Linked DNA regions of Mus musculus: all the other regions are linked to region 5. The links are chromatin contacts, called in public ChIA-PET, Hi-C, Micro-C and promoter capture Hi-C maps. All regions are on one chromosome and are shown on one strand. The core of a region is the stretch at or near the end of the contact, and the rest is flanking DNA. Distances in the headings are between cores, read along the strand shown. Region 1 holds the start of Bicdl1 (BICD family like cargo adaptor 1). Region 2 has its middle 24 kb from the start of Bicdl1. Region 3 has its middle 26 kb from the start of Gm36841. Region 4 overlaps Srrm4 (serine/arginine repetitive matrix 4). Region 5 holds the start of Prkab1 (protein kinase, AMP-activated, beta 1 non-catalytic subunit).

Evidence for each region. Promoter capture Hi-C pulls out the DNA fragments that hold promoters and counts their contacts. Hi-C and Micro-C count contacts between places; a contact is called where the count stands out from the background. ChIA-PET counts read pairs in DNA pulled down with a chosen protein or histone mark.
Region 1: a contact with region 5 is called in a Micro-C map of embryonic stem cells, with 2.9 times the contacts expected there. The contact joins the promoter of Bicdl1 here to the promoter of Prkab1 in region 5. A contact is called at or near these places in 2 of 39 promoter capture datasets (hippocampal neurons and neural stem cells), 10 of 484 Hi-C or Micro-C datasets (CD4 T cells, the G1E-ER4 cell line, the N1E-115 cell line and 5 more), 8 of 115 datasets of contacts at active chromatin or transcription factors (effector CD8 T cells, embryonic forebrain, embryonic stem cells and 4 more) and 1 of 9 other capture datasets (adipose tissue).
Region 2: a contact with region 5 is called in an RNA polymerase II ChIA-PET map of memory CD8 T cells, with 9 read pairs. The contact joins the enhancer-like site here to the promoter of Prkab1 in region 5. A contact is called at or near these places in 2 of 39 promoter capture datasets (hippocampal neurons and stem cell-derived epiblast-like cells), 1 of 484 Hi-C or Micro-C datasets (cortical neurons) and 5 of 115 datasets of contacts at active chromatin or transcription factors (the SCID.adh cell line, embryonic stem cells, kidney and 1 more).
Region 3: a Hi-C map of double positive thymocytes shows a contact between it and region 5, with 4 times the contacts expected there. The contact joins the enhancer-like site here to the promoter of Prkab1 in region 5. A contact is called at or near these places in 1 of 15 datasets of contacts at CTCF or cohesin (large pre-B cells), 2 of 484 Hi-C or Micro-C datasets (Th1 cells and double positive thymocytes), 9 of 115 datasets of contacts at active chromatin or transcription factors (embryonic stem cells, large pre-B cells, pro-B cells and 2 more) and 1 of 9 other capture datasets (embryonic stem cells).
Region 4: a promoter capture Hi-C map of hippocampal neurons shows a contact between it and region 5, with 2.3 times the contacts expected there. The contact joins the enhancer-like site here to the promoter of Prkab1 in region 5. A contact is called at or near these places in 4 of 39 promoter capture datasets (embryonic stem cells, hippocampal neurons and stem cell-derived epiblast-like cells), 1 of 15 datasets of contacts at CTCF or cohesin (embryonic stem cells), 1 of 484 Hi-C or Micro-C datasets (microglia), 5 of 115 datasets of contacts at active chromatin or transcription factors (bone marrow-derived macrophages, embryonic stem cells, forebrain and 1 more) and 1 of 9 other capture datasets (embryonic stem cells).

What each region holds. Positions count from the first base shown.
Region 1 is chr5:115,729,388-115,733,434 of GRCm38.p6, reverse strand. Bicdl1 (BICD family like cargo adaptor 1) reads left to right here and starts at 1,814. Exons shown (of 9, transcript NM_001080808.2): 1 at 1,814-2,313. The coding sequence starts at 1,876.
Region 2 is chr5:115,753,560-115,757,240 of GRCm38.p6, reverse strand. No RefSeq gene overlaps it. Among named protein-coding and RNA genes, the nearest start is that of Bicdl1, 24 kb to the right of the region's middle. Within about 2 kb of position 1,515, at least 32 of the 459 cell types and tissues checked have an H3K27ac peak or open chromatin away from gene starts, as enhancers often do. A contact at or near this core is called in the SCID.adh cell line and memory CD8 T cells, where this site is marked.
Region 3 is chr5:116,379,141-116,383,050 of GRCm38.p6, reverse strand. No RefSeq gene overlaps it. Among named protein-coding and RNA genes, the nearest start is that of Gm36841, 26 kb to the left of the region's middle. Within about 2 kb of position 1,695, at least 54 of the 459 cell types and tissues checked have an H3K27ac peak or open chromatin away from gene starts, as enhancers often do. A contact at or near this core is called in Th1 cells, double positive thymocytes, embryonic stem cells and 1 more, where this site is marked.
Region 4 is chr5:116,496,284-116,500,419 of GRCm38.p6, reverse strand. The region is part of intron 1 of Srrm4 (serine/arginine repetitive matrix 4); the gene reads left to right. Among named protein-coding and RNA genes, the nearest start is that of Srrm4os, 60 kb to the right of the region's middle. Within about 2 kb of position 1,344, at least 20 of the 459 cell types and tissues checked have an H3K27ac peak or open chromatin away from gene starts, as enhancers often do. A contact at or near this core is called in forebrain and hippocampal neurons, where this site is marked.
Region 5 is chr5:116,022,575-116,026,338 of GRCm38.p6, reverse strand. Prkab1 (protein kinase, AMP-activated, beta 1 non-catalytic subunit) reads left to right here and starts at 1,911. Exons shown (of 7, transcript NM_031869.2): 1 at 1,911-2,248. The coding sequence starts at 2,090.

The DNA.
Region 1 (4,047 bases), core at 565-3,064, 290 kb after region 5:
GAAAGTGTACTGAGTCGACCCATCGTCTTTGTAAATCACTGCTTATCTTCCCCCAGATGGGGGTCACATGTTAAGAAAGAATAATAATTTAATGGGAATCCCAGAGTCAGCCTGGCAGAACCCAAGTCTAGAGTCTGAGTTTCTTCCCATGTATAAACAGCAAGAAGGACAACACCTTATAAAACCCTTGTGAGATTAAGATAACGCATATAAAACTAACAAAGAAAAAGCTGGACATGGCTCAGGTAGTTATTACTGGGGAATGTCTGTGCTTTGTATCCCCCATCTAGAAGCAGGATTTTTGTTTTCTCCCGTTATTTCTCCACAAACCCTTTTCTCTCATATCCCTGAGTCATCAGTATGAAGATGCTGGGTTCTCCAAGTCATTCCTCCGCCTCCTTTTCTCGAGGGCTCCCTCTCCCGACTGCTTAGCTCTTGCAGGGGTTCAGATAGAAATCCCGCACTGCAAATGGCTCTCCGCCTGGCTCCCTGACTCACATAATTGTCCGCAGCCCCCTCGGACCACAGACCAGCTAGGATACCCCACCACAAGACCCAATCCAAATGGGGCTCCCGCCAGCTCCCCAAACCGAAGAGAGGCTGCGGGCTGGGGCCGCGGAGGCGAGGAAGAGGACGCGTGCCGCTGCAGAGCGCCATCAGGGGTGAGAGCGTGGGAGTCTGGAGGAGGAGGAGGCCACACCCAGAGGTGCGAGCGCGGGGGGCGTGGCCCCGGCGAAAACGAGGCAGGGGGCGTGGCCGAGCGCCAAGCTGAGGAGGAGTCGGAGAAGTGGTGGACGTAGAGCCGCACCCTTAGGTGAGCGCGCAGGGGGCGTGGCCACACCTAGAGCTGGGAACGAGGCTGAGGGCGTGGCTCCAGGCCGGGGGCGTGGCCGTCCCCACCCCCCCCCCCCACACACACACACGGGAGGGAGAGGCTCCGGCCTTTCAGGACGCGCTGAGCTTCCCCACGGGCGGCGCGCGCATCCGTCCCCGCGTCGCGTGAGGCCACGTCCGGGTTAGGCGGGCGCCACCTGGGCGCGGCCGAGGCGAGCGGAGCGTCGGCGAATCCCGCGCGGGCGCGGCGGCGAACAGGTGCCCGCGCGCGTCAGGCGCCGGCCCCCGGGGCGGGGAAGAGGGGCGCGGCCGGAAGCGCGGGGCGGGCGGGCGGAGGAGCGAGCCCGGCGGGCGAGCCGGGCGGGTTCCTCGGCCGGGTGAGCTGCGGGGCCGGGCAGGCAAGAAGGAAGGACTGCTCCGGGGCTGTGCGGCCAACGATGTCGAGCCGCCGCCTCGGCCCCTGCAGCAGCAGCAGCCGCCGTCGCCGCCGCTGCTGCCGCCGAGCCGGGGGACATGGAGCGCGGCTGCAAGGAGCGGCCGACGGCAGCAGCAGCAACGAGCGACGCAGCGACAGCGGAGCGCAGCCCTCCCCGTGAGGCGCCGGCCGGCCGGCGGCGGCGGCGACGGCGGCAGCAGAAGCAGCAGCGGCAGCAACAGGGCGGCTGAACCCCGGCCGCGGCGGCGATCCTTAGCGCGGCTTCTCCTCCCGCTCCGCACCCCGCCACCCCTCTTCAATCTCCCCTTCTGCCGCTCTTGCCCACCCCCGTCGTCCGCGTCCCGGGCGCGCGCCAGCAGCTGAGCCCCCCGGGGGCGGGGGCGCGTGTCGCCGGCGCGGGGGAGGGGCCGCCCGCCTGCCCGCCCGCGCGCGCCGCGCCCAGGGCTCGCGGGGACCCGGGGGGCGCGTGCCGCGGCGCAAGGCGAGGCGAAGCGCGGGGCGGCGCGGCGGGGCCCCTCCCCCGCCATCCCCATCCCCACCCCCCGCCTTGCAGCCTGGCGCGCGCCGGCCGGGCCGCACCGCTGCGGGCTCGGCGCGCGCGGGCCATGTCCGCCTTCTGCCTGGGCTTGGCCGGCCGAGCTTCAGCACCCGCCGAGCCGGACAGCGCCTGCTGCATGGAGCTGCCCGCTGGGGCCGGGGACGCAGTCCGGAGTCCCGCCACTGCTGCCGCCCTCGTCTCCTTCCCCGGAGGTCCCGGGGAACTGGAACTGGCCTTAGAGGAGGAGCTGGCGTTGCTGGCGGCCGGGGAGCGGTCGTCCGAGCCCGGCGAGCATCCTCAGGCGGAGCCGGAGTCTCCGGTTGAGGGGCACGGGCCGCCGCTGCCGCCGCCGCCTACCCAGGATCCCGAGCTGCTGTCGGTGATCCGCCAGAAGGAGAAGGATCTGGTGTTGGCGGCCCGACTAGGCAAGGCGCTGCTCGAGAGGAACCAGGACATGAGCCGGCAGTACGAGCAGATGCACAAGGAGCTGACGGACAAGCTAGAGGTGAGGACCTTCCGGCGGCATGGGTGGGGAGCTGGGGTGCCTGCCTGTCCTCCCCGTTTCCGTGCCTAGTCTACCTCGAAGAAGATCATCGAGAACGGGGAGGCAGGAGGGATAGTTTTCACCAGCATCAGCGCGTTCGTTGAGCCCACCTGCCTTTCCCACCCAGCTCGGATGTGAGTCCGTGCACGTCTCTCACCGTTGTGGGCCGTTCTATATATGTATTGTACACAGAGTCTAAAATAGAGCTTACAGTATGACTAATTTATACAGCACCAAGGCGATATCTGCACACAGAAATGAGAACATCGAGAAGCATTTAAAATATGCTTCAGGTGTTCGGAGAAGCAGTTAATCTCTAATCAGGGTGTTAGCCCAGAGCTTTCCAGTCCGGGCATTAAGGCCTCTGGATGCCCTTGTCTTAACTTTCTGGCAGAGAGTTGTGGGGAACAAGTGCCTCGAAAGGAGCTTTATATAGCTTTCAAATGCTTAGGGATTAGGGGATGTGGTTCCATTGCAGAAATCAGAGAAGGCAGGGCTCATCATGTGATTAGTTTGGGCTTCAGTAGCTATGTGTGTCTCAGTAGTACTTTCCTGTGTCCTGGGTCTTAGCATGTATGTTACTTTTAACCACTACTAAAAACATTTCCCCTCACCCACCCCTGTGGGAGGGTCGTTTCCTGGCAAAATGGTTCAGTGGGTAAGGTCACTTGCCCCAATTGGTTCCTCAGAACCCATGTGGGATGTCACTAGCAACGTGTCCTCCGGCCTACACACACACCCCAGTTAATAAATAATCCTAAGTACGTTTTCAAATGAGTAATATTTCTGTTAATTCCATGCAACAACATCGTCTACAACTGTGTTTATTGGGATTTTGCTCTTAAGCAGAAAGAGTCTTGAATGGTAACTGAGGGTACCTAGAAAAAGATAGCCATTCCAAAGTGGTAGGTTTTCAAAATAAAAAGGAGAGCAGGCTCGAGCTGTGGAAACAGCCAGGCTTTTCTGGCCCTCTGCGTTCAGCACTGTTACCCATTTTTCTTGGACTAGTTCTCCTCGTTCTCATTACGAGAACATCATAGTACAGATGTGACCAGGCCCGAAACTAGCCCTCTGTCAGGTTCTCCTCCACTGCTTCTGTTTGGTCAGAATGTGAGTGGACAAACACTTCTGCCGTGGGATTGATGTGCGTCTAGAGTCTAGTCACCTATCGAAAGTTAAATCAGAAGAAAGGAAACCAGTGAGCGGCCTGTGTTTCAGCCGGGCCCGTTATCGAGGCCTGCCGGTCGATGGACTCCTGATACATGGCTTGAAAAGTTGTCTGTGAAACCTGGGCCCGGACAGCCAGAGTACAACAGAGCTACCTTAATGAATTGACTTGTTTAGTCTCCACTTGAAGTAGAGGTCTGGAAATACAAGGGTGTCCCTTTCTTTCCAAATCAATTCGGTTACATGACACTGTAAAGTAGTGACTACCCCGGAGATGTGCGCTGGAGATTGGAAATTCCTTCAGAGAGGGACTTGAGTGAAGAAACTGTGAGCTTGAAAAGAGCATCCTATCAGTCTGATGAATGACAGATTTCATGGTGCACAGTTACACAGATCCTGGTTTCCATGTGGCGTTCTCAGTAAGGGCAGGATTTCAAAATTCCACAGCAACAAAAAGGTTCTCCTGTAAAGGGATAAATAACGACCTCTGACATTTTGTAATTGACTCCATGGGTAAGCCTAAAATAG
Region 2 (3,681 bases), core at 266-2,765, 270 kb after region 5:
CCCCCATCTCTCCCTCTCCCTTCCCCTTTCCCCTTCTCTCTCTTTCCCCTTTCCTCTCCCTCCCCTCCCTCTCTTACCTTCTCTCCACTCCTCTCTCCCTCTTTTCTCTCCCCTCCCCTCCCCTTCTTATCTAGATTTGAGGGAATGCCATCTGGATCTGAGTCTGGCTATGAAGTTTGTCACTTCTGCCTGTTATCAATGGTGCTTCGTGGTTCTTAAGTAGTGTGTGTGTGTGTGTGTGTGTGTGTGTGTGTGTGTGTGTGTGTGCGCGCGCGCGCTTTTTCTTTACTTGCCTGTCAATGGCCAATTGAGATGATTCTATAACTTGGCTGCTGTGAAAAGGTCTGTGGATGGGTGTGGCCATCTCTCTGGTGTGCTGACCCTAAGCCAGGAGTGCTATAGCTGAATCTTACGGTGCTACATCTTTTGAGGGGTCCCCATGATAATTCCCACAGTGGTTGGAATGGCCCGTATATGAGGTATCTTTTTCTCCCGCATCTTCTAAGCCCTTGTCAATTGCTTGTTTATTTTTGTGGTATTGGGAATGGAACCTAGGACCTCATCCACACTAGGCAACTGCTCTACCACTGAGTTACAACTATGAGGTCTGTCTGCCCCACCCCAGCATAGCTGTAGCCATTTTGTTCCAAGCCTGCCAGCTATTTCATATTGTTGCTGTAATGTGACCGTCAGTCATTGACCCAGAAAAATAACTTGACTCAGAGCAGGGTCATGCTGACCACATAACCTGTTGTGTTCTGTATGTTATGAGGTTCATTAATCTTAAGAAATTCAAATGTAAGCTCCACGTAGGACCAATCAGAATAAAGGTCCATTAGAACTGTTTGTCTAGCTAGAAATAGCTCGGGTCAGGGCAGCACTTCCTGCACCTGCACATGAGATCACTATAGGTTTTTTTGTTCTTCTTTATAAGCTGGCCCTGAGAAATGTTTGGGGCCCGTAGCCTCGGCCCCCAGATTCTGAGTTACAACCCTAATCGATCATCAGTATTAGGGTGCACTTTCAAGAAACCATCCCTGTCTAAGACCGTGTTTGTGTGGTTTGTAGGGTGACTCCTGGACCCCAACAACATCCACAGCAGCCACAGCCTATTTTACTTTGAGACAGGGTTTCTCTGTGTAGCCCTAGCTGTCCTGGAACTCTCTCTGTAGACTAGGCTGGCCTCGAACTCAGAGATCCGCCTGCCTCTGCCTCCCGAGTGATGGGATGCCACCACCGCCCGGCTTCATTTTACTTTTTTTTAAAGACAGGCTTTCCCTTAATTGCTCAGGTTAACCTGTAACTCATCTCCGCCCCCCTCCCCCTGTCATTTAATTTCAGGTGGAAAAGAGCAAGCGATCTACTCACAGTGACTGACAGCAACCTGAGGGCCGGGGGTGGGGGTGGGGGGGGCGGGGGGGGGGGGCAAGACCGGGGCTGGGGGGGGGGAGGCAGCAGAGGGTCTGCACACTGTGACAGCTGACATCAAGCCCCAGCTTATTCATTTGAGAAACACACGGGAAACCATATGTTTCCGTTCCCCATCTGGAACTCTTTAACACGTCTGCTTTCTTCAGAGGGTGTTGTAGAAAATTTTAATCCCTGTTTGGGGTTTTTTACCTGCCTTTGACCATATTTGGTTGCCAGATAAAAGACACACATAACCTTTATATTTACAATAAGCTTTAATCAGCACTAGAGCTGAAGAGATACCTCCCCTCTATGCAATTAAAGTCTTATTTCCCCAGTAAACCAGAGTTATTACTTACTATGCTTTATCTGGGCTGCTCTTAACTCCAGTTGGCCAGCCCTCAGGGCCATGTTTTCTTGACTCCCAACCCATGGTGGCTTCTCCTTCTTCCACCTTCTTTTCCCCTTTATGGTTCTCCTCTGACCCACAAGCCCCAGAACCCTAAACCCAACCTATATCTCAGCTATCGTCTGTTGGCATCTTCTTCACCAGTCAGAATAACCTAGGGGCATGGTCACCTGGGTCTCTGTATTATTAGCCTTAGAATACAAGCAGCACCAGGCCAACCCACGACAGAGAGAGACAGAGAGAGAGCACAAGAGTGCACACTGTAATACTAGAGTTGATTCTCACCTGTACATTTTAAAATTGTCTTATCTGCCGTATTCATCACCCATGCAGGAAGCAGAGCAGAGAAATTCTGCCTTTGATGCTCCAAGTGTTGAGCATTCAGGTGCTTGTCTTTAGTCACGTCTGGAAGATGTAACCCCACTTCCTGAGGAGTCCGGAAGACGTAACCCCACTTCCTGAGGAGTGCAGGCCTTGCCAGACACCCTAGGTCTTCAGATGCGTGTAATGTAATATGGCACCCGAACATCAGCTTGTTTTCGGATGGGTTGGCTCTGCGGGAAAATGGAGGAGGCTTGCACAGAACTTCCATATTGGATCATAGAAGGCTATAGTAAGAATACCCCTTTTTTCCCCCCAGTGGCTGCAATGGCTAATCCACTCTGGCCTTGAACTTGTGATCCTGTTGCCTCAGCCTTCCAAGTAGCTGAACCTACAGACCGGAGTCATGAGGCCCAGTTGTCTGTCTGTCTGCCTCCCTCCACCTTCCTTCCTTCCTTCCTTCCTTTCTTTCTTTCTTTCTTTCTTTCTTTCTTTCTTTCTTTTTTTCCTTCTTTCTTTTTTTCTGAGACTGGGTTTCTCTGCATAGCTCAGGCTGTGCCGGAACTCTCTCCATAGCTCAGGCTAGCCTCAAACTCAGAGAAGTGCTTGCTACTGCCTCCTGAGTGCTGGGATTAAAGGCAAGCACTACCACCACCTGGATATCTCTTTTATTTAATTCTCTTGTCTTATTGCTTTGGCCAGGAATTAAATCACTATACTGAGAGTAGAGAAAGTGAACACTCTCATTTTGTCCCTGACTTTAGAGGAAATGTTTTCAGCACCACCCCCCACCAGCCCCAGTTCAGTATGATGAAGCTGATTAACCATCCTCAAGACTGTGTCATTATAGTTCAGGTTTTTTTTTTTTTTTTTTTTTTTTTTGCTGTTGTTTTGTTTTAAGACAGGGCATTACCATGTATCCCTGGCTGGTTTGGAACTCTCTCTATAAACAAACACACAGCTGTCCTCCCGTTTCTGCCTCCCTCGGATTTAGCTTGCAGGTGTGTTTGGCCACACCCTGCTACATTTCAATTCTTGGGATACTAAAATTGCATCCATCCTTGTGACAGCAGCTCCAGGGGTCATTTCCTACTGTGACTCTACATCTTTAATGATTTGACAGTGTTCATTTGAACAGATAGAGAAACTAGCAAAATAAATAAATAAATAAAAATACCAAGCAAGCAAAACCCAGCATGCCTCTTCTGTCTCTGTGAACTTCTTTTTTCTCTCTCTCTTTTTTTTATTAGGTATTTTCCTCGTTTACATTTCCAATGCTATTCCAAAAGTCCCCCATACCCACCCACCCCCAATCCCCTACCCACCCACTCCCCCATTTTGGCCCTGGCATTCCCCTGTACTGGGGCATATAAAGTTTGCAAGTCCAAAGGGCCTCTCTTTCCAGTGATGGCTGACTAGGCCATCTTTTGATACATATGCAGCTAGAGACAAGAGCTCCGGGGTACTGGTTAGTTCATATTGTTGTTCCACCTATAGGGTTGCAGTTCCCTTTAGCTCCTTGGGTACTTTCTCTAGCTCCT
Region 3 (3,910 bases), core at 446-2,945, 360 kb before region 5:
AGTAGATACTTAGAACTATAGATAGCTGAGTTACACCCATACACAGGAATTAACAATGGCCTAGGGAGAAGGTGGACTATACAATAGACTAGAATAGGAACTAAGGCAAGGGCACGATGTCCTCGCCCCTGACTTCTAAGATTAAGCTGACCTTAGGTGGGGCTGCTTTTGATCCCAGATGTTAACATTGAATTTTATCCCAGCTGGTTCCTGCCAGTCCTTCATGTTTGCATTCCTCTGTTTTATGTAAGGATCTGGTAAAACCTCTTTGTACCTTGCGGGCGTGTCACCTTAACTTCCCTATTTTCTTCTCTATAAAAGGTCTGATGCTCCATTTGACAAATTACATTCAGATCCAGCACACTCTCGTGCCTGCGTCTGTCAATTCTCGCTGACTCTATGCCCATCTGTCCAAACCCCTGATTCCCATGGATTGAGGGAAGCTGACTAGGCCCGGTCCGTGGCAGTATAGAACAATCTCCTTTCTCCAATGTGTGTTTTTGGGAAAATATTTGACAAGAATCTTTCTCAAAAGTCGGGAAGCCGAAGCTGTGCAGGTTTATATCTGGACTTTCTGTCTTATTAACTGACCTCTGATTCTAGTTTTGTGCTAGCACAATGCTGTTTCTTTTCTACCCTGTGGCCATATAATATAATTTCAAATTAGGTACAGTGGTACCTCTGGTTGCTTATTTTGTTTCGTTCTTGCCTATGACTGAACTATCCAAGGTGTTGTGTTTCCAAAGTTTAAGATATTTTCTGCTTCTGTAAAGAATGATGTTATAATTTTTATAGGGATTGTATTAACTGCATGTCACTTTCAGTAATATAGCCACATCTTTACATTATTAATCTCCCCAATCCTTAAGCACATAGACCATTTGGTTTTTCATCCATTCGTCTATTGATGGTTTTTTCAGTGGAAGTCGATATAGTTAGGTCATGGCAGATAATATTACCTCAGTTAGCTCTTATACCCAAGATGGTAAGTAGGCAATCAGTATTTCAACTGGGCAGGTGAGGATGTCGGGACTCGTGGTAGTGAAGGAGATAGCCCATGGTCAGATAGTCAAGCAGTGGTAGACCTAAGATTGGAAGGACTCCAGCTGGTTCCCTTCCCATCCGATGACTCATGCAAGAGGCTTCTCACTGTCATCCAGAAGGCAGGAAGCAGAGAGCCCCTCACCACAGAGGAAGCCTGACCCTGTGGCTTAAACACAGCCGTTTATTTTCTCACAGTCTCAAGTTGGAAGATCGAGATCCAGGTACTGGCCAGTTTGGGTTTTCTGAACTGTTCTCTGCAGCTGAAGACAGTCACCTACATGCTGTCCTCAGACAGTGTGGGGAGATGAGAGGGATTCTCTGCTTCCACCCTTGTGACGCCATCAACCATGGAACCAGGGCCCCACCTCCATGACTCACTTAGGCTCCGTGACTCCCTCGATGGTAGTTACGGTCACGTTGTTGTGACCAAACACCTGAAAGAAACAAGAGAGGGCTGTTTTGTCTTGTGGTTTCAGAACAGTTCTTTGAGACACATGGTCATCATGGCAGCTAGGATGCCTGTTTGTGAGCCTCTGTACCAGAGACTTTCCACAGAGATCTCTGGCCCAGCCTGGGGCTAGGTTCCAGCGAAGGGAAGCGAGTGTGGGTGTGCGGGCAGGAAGGGGAAGTCGCGTCCACCACTTCTGCTGCTGCAGTTGGCTCCTGTCTCTGCCGTGCCTTCCTGCCTTCCGGGCTACTCAGTTACTCTGCGCTGCCCTGCACTGAGTCATGTCGGGCTGGACCAACGAGAGGCTGACTAGCCAGTGAGGAGTGCGGCGGAGCTTCAGATGGCGTTTCAGGAGAGCAGACCTCTTCCCAAGTGTTACAGTTCTTAAAACAGAAGGCTCGGATGACAGAGTAGTTTTCTCGCACTTTCAATTCCCTGGATAGGATTTATATACAGTTTTGGGAGTGATTCAGAGTTCGACAGCAGATACCTCTCATTGGCTTGGGGAAACCTTATTTGCAAGTGGGAAGACTTGGTGCTGCTCCTACGTGACTGAGAGCCACACAGCTCTACTGTGGGGAGCTGTGGGAGCCTTTAACTGTGACCGGAGCCAGGGGCCCAGGAGGTGTGGTTGAACACCTTCGGTCCCATCCAGGGGGAAATCACCACCCACCCGGTCACCGGGATTCCAGACAAAGGAAGTGTATGCTGGTGAATTCTCGCTCTTTGGCAATACCAAAAGAAGGATGTATCTCCTCCAGAGGCCACTCCAGTGAACCACTTTTGCCAGCTATGCCCCATCACCCCAAATTTCTAGAGCCCCCAAACCAGCAACGGCAGTTCAAGAAACACCATCACCCAAGTCTGAGTAAGACACGGCCCAATTCCAACTGTTCTAACCTTCAAACACAGCCACACTGGGGCTGAGAGCATGAGGTACAGATCTTTACAAAGTACGAGTGTGTGGTTTCCTGTGACAGCCAGAAGACAGCATCGGATCTCCTGGAGCTTGCGTTTTTTTAGAAGCCACCTGACATGAGCGCAGGTCTTCTGAAAGAGCAGCAGCTGCTGATCACCACCAAGCCACCTCTCCAGCCCCAAGGCATGGGTGTTCTTTGAGGAACGGGAGCATTCAGTCTCTAGCAGATTCTTTTCCAGTTTTTCTCTTCCCTCATCTGGATTCTACACCACACACACCCTACTGACGGAGAAGCTGTTCACGGCGAGAGCGAAGAGACAGAGAGACAAAAAGGCGAAAATATCCAGCCAAGCAGCAAATATTTACTGACTTGGTAGATCTTTTCCTTTACTCCCCTCACAAATGAAAACAGACCAGAGCATCCACTACTGTCTTCTCGGATTATTGAACTAAAACTATTTCCCACCACAATGCTTTTATTAGTAGAATGATTAGATTTTTTTTTTCTTCCAGCGAAGTCATTACTGGAGCAGGAGCCTGTGGCCATCCAAAGAAATACCCCAGACTAGCCTAAACCGACAGCTTTCTCTCATTTGTCTGTGGGCAGGGACAGCATCCATTTCCTTTCCTTTCCTTAATCATATTTTTTTTGTAACTCCATAAAACATTTTAGTGCAGCAAAATGAGAACATTAGAGGAAAATAAACACCAACGCCCCTGCCCCCATTCAGAGAACAGAGCAAACTATGATTCTGTTTATGGCTGCCCCGCTGGCATTGCCCTCATGATGATTGGCTGGCCAAAATGACAGTAAGTAAGTTTGCATCCTTCCTCTAGTGCATCGTGTACCACGAGCATCTTTCCCCTCCCCAGATTCAGGATTCCCCTTTAAAGGTCTGCCTGCTACTGGATTCTGTCAGATGGGCACTTCATCATTGATGTAGGAGCAGCCACACCCACCCCCGCCCCCCACGTTACATGGTTAGGCTGCTTCTCGCCTTTGCCTTCTTATAAATGAAGCAGACTGAAATGAATGTTCTGGGAGCTCAACGTTTATGCTCGTCCATACTTCCTTTCCTAGAAGTAGCATTCTTGAGTTAATGCGTGCTCACAGTTTTGTTAGCATTACTGATCATTCATACAGCCTATACACATATACTTTGCTCTCAGTGGGGAGGGTTTTGTTTCCCCCCTTCTGTTTTCTCCTTTCAGGAGACATCTTTAGGGAGACAGGTACAACACAGAAATTCAAATAAATACAGCTCATTATCATTATCACCAGGAGAGTTAACTGATCATTAAGTTGGAATTGTAGAGCCTGTTTAATTAGCTTGAATTCAATGGCATTTCATCACATGTAAAACAATTGATTTTAAGGTACACCACTATTTGAGGTGAAATTAAGAAGGGGGAAAAAAGTAAAACCTCTTCTAATTAAGTGGCGGCACACCCCCTTAGCAGCTGCACGCAGTACCTCAGTCAGTCTCAACATCCTTTAC
Region 4 (4,136 bases), core at 95-2,594, 470 kb before region 5:
GGTGTTGGGGGTGGGTAGCGAGGGGATGGGCAGGAGGAAACTGCACCTCAAGCATGATTGCAGAGTTTACCTAACACTGTCAGGATGAAGGGTGACTCAGAACAGGGGGTCTACGGAACTGGAGGGGTGAAGTCAGACAACCGCTGGGGTAGCTCCGGCATCAGGAACAGCACGTGCAAAGGCCCTGACACAAGAATATAGTGTCTCTATTCACATACGGGAAACAGCAAAGAGACCAAGAGAGAGGGGACAGAGCAAAGAAACAGGAGGTCCAGTTCAGTCCAAGCAGCAACGGGCCAGACTGTGGGCACTGTGGTTGACTGTGCTTAGGGAAATCCTCATGGATGTCTGTTAAGGGGAAATGTCAGGATCTGCCCCAATATTTAGTGGGGTTCCTTTGGCTACTTGGCCAGAACTGATTGCTGTAGTGCGAAGCAGGGAGACCTGGAAGGAGGCGTGTCTTAGGAGGCTTTGGCGATGAGTGAGAGGGGGTGGGGGCTGGGACCGGCTGGGACCAAGCCTGAAGACCAGACCAGAATCTGTGTAGAATTGGGAGAGCAATTGGTCTCTGGATATATTCTGGAGAAATCATTGAAATTGCCTGTGAGGTTTGACAGAGAATATGAAGGGTGACTGTATCTAAGCTTACCGAAGGGAGCCGCCATCAAAGGAGAGGATAATGTTTATCTCTCTGATTATTTATATTAGAAACCCTTCTAGCTTCAGATTAATACTCACAAATAGCAACCCCACGATGGCGCTTACAATCGACTACAGTGGACCACCATGTCACAGACTACCGAGTCACTCTGTCTGAGCCACTCCTTCTCAGGAGAACTGCAGCATTCCCGGATCTGGCCATGTGTGAGTCTCAGGATCAGCCTCATGATGGCATGGGACAACTGGCAATGAGGATCTGTAGCTCCAGGGGGCACGAGCTGAGCTCCTTTACCAAGGGAAAGAACACTGTGTCCCACGCGCCCTCTGTCTCTGCCTCTTCCACTGCCCGTGAGCCCTCCATAGTGGATAATTCCGTTGTCATCCCAGCCTCCTGGCCTCTTCCCCAGCCTCAGCCTTCTCCTTTCCGTTTGTGTAATCTGGAGAAATGCGTTCCTCCTGTAGGGGCTTTGGCTGGACACATCTGATTGATGTTTTTTCTTAAATGGGCTACTCTCTGCTGAGAGGGAGCACGTGCTTTGTGATTTTTTTTTTATTCTCCCTCTTTTAAATGGCAACAAAAGACAAAATCCGGTTTTTCCCTGAAACCATTCCAGCACAGAAGGATGCGTTCTAAACACAGAGCCAAGGCAGCTTGGCTTGGTGATTCAGCCTGGAGCCGTGGAAGGTTGAAGGCTTAACTAATTGCCAGTCTTGCGTCTGGCATCAAGAGGGACTTCTCCATCCTCCGGCCAGAGGAAGAAACTGGAGGAATGAGTGGAACTGCCAAGGGAGCGCTGAGCAGAGTAGGCTGAAGCCCAAGGCATCCGGGGACCGTGTTCTGTGTGACCGGGAGCCAGTGCCATCCCTTCTCTGGGCCTTACAAGAAGAAAGGTCTAGCCTTCATCTAAATCTGATGTCTCCCCAAAGGCTCGTACATGACAGGACTGAGCTTCAAACTTGGAGCTCTGAGAGGCGGTAGAGTCTTTAAAGGCGGAGCTTCACGGAGACCCTTTAAGGTCATTGGGGCACAGGGTCTTGGAGAAGGGGGGCGGGTGCATCAGTTTTTGCCTCCATCTCTCACTTTGCCATCCTGGCCACGAGATGGGCAGCTTTGCTCTGGTATACTCTCTTCCAAAGCAAGGGAGCCAATGGATCATGGATTGAAGCTCCGACCCTGTATACAGCAGACACACCCCTTCATATGGTCATTGCATCAGACATTTGGTATCTGACTAACATGGACCTGGAGGGTCTTAGCCTCTTGGTTGATCTTTCTAGCGCAAGAATGTTTATAAGGATAGAGCCCAACACTGGGAGGAGACTGGAACACAGATGAAGAAGATTTAAAAAGCCAGGTGAAGTTTGCATCCAGACTTTAGGTCCACTGGCGAAAGCTCCAGGCAAGCCAGCTGTTTGCCCACAGTTATATTTTCTGAAGGCACAGGCACACACCACAGCTCTCTCCCTAACTCTATTCTACATTCAGATAGATCCTTAGTATCTGGTGCTGTCACTTTTTATACATCTCCTCCACACACATTTCTGAATGTGCCAGCCTGGTTTCCAGTAGAGAAGACCACTGGTTTCCCCTGAGCATTTCCTCTGACCAGTGAGAGTTGGCTGCCTGGCTGCAAAATGGCGGGATTAATGTCCCTTTGGAGTACCCATCCACTCACAGCTAACGTGAGCTGATGGATGCATGCCCAACTTCTTCATGCATGGGTGGAGAGACTTAGTGAGTGTGGGCTACACTGGCTCGTGGTGTTGCCCTGGAGAGTTAGCCTTGGTTGTCTCTGTGGTGGTAACTGGATGTTGTCCCTGTCTCTCTCACTTCCCAATAGAGCATCTTGTCACAGACGAGCTGCCCCTTCGACCTTACCTCTAAGGCTAAATATAAAGCCCGATAGCTAAGATGACCAGAGATATTGCGTCAGATGATGATGATCCTGTAATCCAGACTGCATAGAGCTGAGCTGAAGGTGCAGCTGCCTAGGGTACCACAAGGTATCGCCCTGTCTTGGGCCAGAGCTTTGCATATATTTGCTCACTCTTGCCCATAGCCCTAGAAGACAGCCAGTACTATCAATCCCAGCTGATAGGTGAAGCCTAGAGAGTTGAAGCCAGTCAATTACTCAAGAGTATTAGACTGGGTTTTGAACACAGCAGTATGGCTCCAGGCCACGCCCCTGAATTCCCTGCATGTGACAAGAGAAAGTCATCAAATTGCAGGGTCTGTTCAGGGCTTGGAGAGCCTTCGAGGCAGTGTGAACACAGTCAATGAGAAGCAGCTGAGCCCAGAACAGGGTGGGGGTAGTCCCTGAAGGCTTCCGGTGCGGTGCCTCCCTGAGAGCTTCTGGGTCGTTCCTCCAGGCTCCACTGAAGTGAATGGCCCAGTTGCAAGGGCAGAGCCCTGCTGTCTGCAAAGAGTTGGGACTGGACAGGGTCAGAGGTGAATCCCAGGGCACCATCTGTCCGGAGTGAGCAGGAAGCAGGAAGCAAAGACAGGGGAGGAGACGGGGTGGGGTTGAATTGCCTTGGAGGAGAGATGGGAGAGATCCTGCTTGCATGATTAGAGCAGAGAGTCACAAAAGGTGGTGCCACTGAGTTTTGACTGCCAATACCCCATTTGCTTTGAACAGTGGGTTATGTAGTCAGTATCTAGATGTTGAAGCCATTTAGGACTGGACTCCACATCTCTGGTGCATGCACATAAACGTGCAAGCATTCTCAGCTATATATGTATGTGGCTGCTGTAATGTTCAGCCCCTAAGGAGGAAGTCACACTCAGGCTGAGAGCTATGCAGTTGGGTGAGTTCCTCTTGCTGTGCCCTGACTCTGGTCTCAGTCCACTCTCCTCAGACTGCAGAATGTCTGTAGAGGAAACCACAGCTCTGTCTACACCTAGCAGTCAAATAGGCAATTGCTGGAGGAAGCCGTACCATGAGTTGTTCTAAATGGGCAGGCCTTCCCATTCAAAGCATGCATTCAAGGTCTATGTAGTGTGGCCATATTTCCAGTCACACTAGAGGGAGGCCTAGGAGTAGCTCTACTCGGTCAATAAGCAAAAAGATGTCATGGGGCCATTTTGCGGGAGAGGATGGAGTGGGGCTTCACACACTGAGCTAGCTGTCCATTTCCCAACATTATCAGCAGCACAGAGCAGAATTGCTCTGGATGGATGGATTTGTCCCCAAGGGCAAAGCATCACTGTCCCCAAGCAGAAATGAAAAGCCTAGAGATGTTGTTCAAACTCCTTTCCACTCCCTGTGTGCCTCTTAATAAGCAGGGTTCAAGACAGACATCTGTTCTTCTAACTCTGGTGGCTTCCACAAACAGACATAAAAGATCTCGCAGATACCTGGCTCTACTGTGCGATGTACCACAAAGTTCAAAGCTGGGGGTGTACTAGCTGAGTATGAATGAAACTCAAATATGAGTCTCCACCCTCCCCCCAGGGCTGCCCATCCCAAGAGACA
Region 5 (3,764 bases), core at 662-3,161:
CTTCCAGAACTTTCCATCTTCAAAAAGGACGGTGCTGATTAAAAAAAAAAAAAAAGCCACACCCATTGAGTTGCATTCTAGAGTCAAGCGGTAACCACACTACTCTCGCACTGTTATAAAGTGAGTCACAAAGCAGGCCTCTAAGATAGCTATTTAGGGGCCATTTCCCAATAGACCCCATGATGGAACTTCTTAAATGGTAAATTTGGAATCTGAACTCAGTCGGGCTGACTGCAGAGCCAGGCTGAGGCTTGGCTTTAGAATGTGGAATGTTAGAACGTCTCTTCATGCTCACTCACACAATGCTGGCGATAAAATATTTTAAAACATGCGTCTTAGCATTAGTATAGTGGTTAGAATCAATGCTTCAGGAAAGCATGCTCGTATATCATTTTCATGTGTGAATTTTTATTGAAATCCACTAGAAATTGTCCATAAATTTTTAAGTTTCCTTGTAGATAGATACTGTTAAAGTCCCTCTAGAAGACCACATGTCAGACATCGGGGTCCCTGGTTCCCTTAACAAAAATGTGTCACATTGCAGATAATTTAAAATATAGATGTTCACTGGGCAGGGTGGTACACACCATTAATCCCAACACTTGAGTGGGAGGAAGAGGAAGGTGGATCTCTATGAATTCAAGGCTAGCTTGGTCTACAAAGTAAGTTCCAGGACAGCCAGAGCTGTTACACACAGAAACCATGTCTCAAAAAACACACACAAAAACAGAATAACAAAAAAACCAAAACATATGTATGGGTAAATGTAAGACATGACCTAGAAAATCCAATGCAAAGCAAACAAACAAACCCCACAAGACAATGTTGTTGTTGTTTCTTTAAAGGCTGACTGTGAAGCTGAGATCGTTTTATTACAGCAGTCTGTACCTCTGCTGAAACACTAAGCCCTGATACATTTTACACATAATGTGGCCAATGTAGCCCCAAGGCTCTTGCAAAAAGACTTATCAATAGGCACTCAACTTGAAACAAACAACAGAACCCAACTGAGAACGTCAATTTCCCAGAAATCTTAGGTCTTTAAGTTTTCTCAAACACCTGGAAGATGGTCAGCATCCTCCATCCTTAGTCTACAGACAGAAATTACGATTTGGCCACTCTGGAGAGGCCTTCCTTTTGAAGGAGCCCTAGGTTGTCCTAATACATTCAATTGTGAGAGCCAGTGCATCTACGGGAGAGACTTAAACGTGAGGTTCTTTTGTTTTGTTTTGTTTTTTGTTTGGTTTTGGTTTTTTCGAGACAGGGTTTCTCTGTATAGCCCTGGCTGTCCTGGAACTCACTCTGTAGAACACGCTGGCCTCGAACTCAGAAATCCTCTGCCTCTGCCTCCCAAGTGCTGGGATTAAAGGCGTGCGCCACCAATGCCCGGCGCTTTCTCTTTTTTTCCCTTTTCTTCTTCTTGTTTGTTTTGTTTTGTTTTTACGATTATGTGTATGAATGCTCTGCCCTCCCGTATATGTGTGCACCGCCTTGGGCGCCGGGATCCCCTGGAACTTAAACTGCAAACAGTTGTGAGCCACCATGGAAGCGCCAGGACCCGAACCCGGGTACTCTGCAAGAGCAAGCGCTTGCTCCAAGCCGCCGTGGGTTTCGCGTTTCGTAATTCGAGTTACTGGAGAGTAACCAACTTGGAGTGAGGTGGTCGGCGCCATCCATGGCATTCTGGCATTCTCGCTCGCTCGCGCCTCCCGCTGGCCGCTACGAAGCTCGATCTGGTGGCAGCCCCGAACCACCCGCGACCGCTTCGCGCTGAGCAGCAGGGAAGAGGCGGAAACGGAACTGATGTCACCCTAACTCCGAGAGCGCTCCATCCCCAGTGACCACCCTTCCTTCCTTCCTTCGCTGGGCCCGGCCGGAAGCGGAAGTGGCTAAGGGGTGGAGGGGAGTTGCGGGAGGAGTGTCAGGTTACGCTCCGGCTCTGTTCGGAGTTCCAGTCGCGGTCGCCCGAGCCAGGTAAAGCGGAGCTCGGCGGGCGAGCGAGCGCGCGATCCGAGAGGGCGTGACTCGCGATCCCCGGGGGTCCGACCCGGCCTTTCCGGCTTCCTTGTGTCCCTGCAGATTCCCAGCCATGGGCAACACGAGCAGCGAGCGCGCCGCGCTGGAGCGGCAGGCGGGCCACAAGACGCCGCGGAGGGACAGCTCCGGGGGCGCCAAGGATGGGGACAGGCCCAAGATCCTCATGGACAGCCCTGAAGACGCCGACATCTTCCACTCCGAAGAGATCAAGGTGCTGAGTGGAGGGGCGTCGGAGCCCTCTTGACTCACGGGGAGGGTCCCCCTTTGCTGTAGTTCCCGCCACATTCCCAGCGTCACACCTTGGGGGGGGGCGGGGGAGGTGGCTCTGTCATAGCCCTCTTTGCCGTTCTGGGACTTGTGCCTAATTACCGATGGGAGGAGAGTCACCCTGGGCTTGGTTGAACATCATTAAGGAGAAAGCAGCTCAGGGACCGCGTTTGAGATCCTTAATTAATTAAGAGTCGAGCTAAACTGTAATTGAGCACCCGTGTCGACTTTTCTCTTCGGTGTAATTGATTGCGCGGCTTGGAGACACTTCAGGCCGACCGGCTTTTGCAAAAGTTGGGTTGGGAGTTCTAGTGTTCTTTTTGGCGGTAAAACGGGAGCACATACGTTAAGCTGGAAATGAAGTTGACTAGCTGACTGCCAGAGGTGTTTGGTTCTGACAGTTTCAGTCCACCCTGCTCACTTTATTTTAGATCCGGCAATTCCACTGGAGGAGGTCAGTGACCGAGAGTCACTCTGAACGCCAGCCAGCAGCTAATTACCCCCACTTCTCTCCCACGTTACTGAAATAATGCCTTGGACTTTAAGCAGACCAGAGCAAACAGATTTTTGCAGGCCAAGCTGAAAGTTCCTGCCTGAGCCACATTCTCTTAAAACCACAGTGAGGTGGCCAGTGCTTCCGGCTACAGGGCCCCAGTCCAAGGGCATTTGGTGATTCTAGGAGGAAAGAAGCTAATTGCTCAGAATAAACTACATTCAGGAACGTTGGCGCTCACCAGCCTGGTCTCTGTTACTTGCCGGGTTGCCAACTAATCCCCATTACTTAAACAGGCTAATTGCCTGGCCAGCTCACTCCGCTTTCACTCCCCCACCCCCACCCCCTAACTGGGCTACATAACCCACATTACTATTCTCCAGATCTTAATTTTGGGTCTGACTTTAAAAGAGCCTGCTTTTGCCAGGGAGTGGTGGCACAGCACTTTGATCCCAGCACTTGGGAGGCAGAGGCAGGCAGATGTCTGAGTTCGAGGCCAACCTGGTCAACAGAGTGAGTTCCAGGACAGCCAGGGCTACACAGAACACTTGTCTTGTGGCAGGAGCTTGTTTTCTGAGCTTGTTGCATTAGGGGAAAGGTGTGTACCTCGATCTTTAGCGTGTTTCCCGGTTGAGATTGTCCCCACCCCTAGAAGACATTTTTGCCCAAGGCTATTTAAGAGGAAGTAAAAGGTATTTGTGTTGTAGCCTGTGTATATTGGCAGTGCCCTCTGCTCTCTTTGCAGTGAACTGAGTAAACTTACTTTTTAAAAAGAAATGGGCGATGTGGTGCTGTTCTCTTCAGGGTCAGGGAGGAAGGACTTAGCTGACGTCCTTTCTCTTTTCATCTGTAGTGGCTGATGGATCGAGTCAGGGGTTCTTCCTGTTACCCCAGTTCAGCACTGGAGCTACAGTTACTTGTCCTCTAAAGCGGTGGCTCTCAACCCGTGGGCCGCCACCCTCTTGGA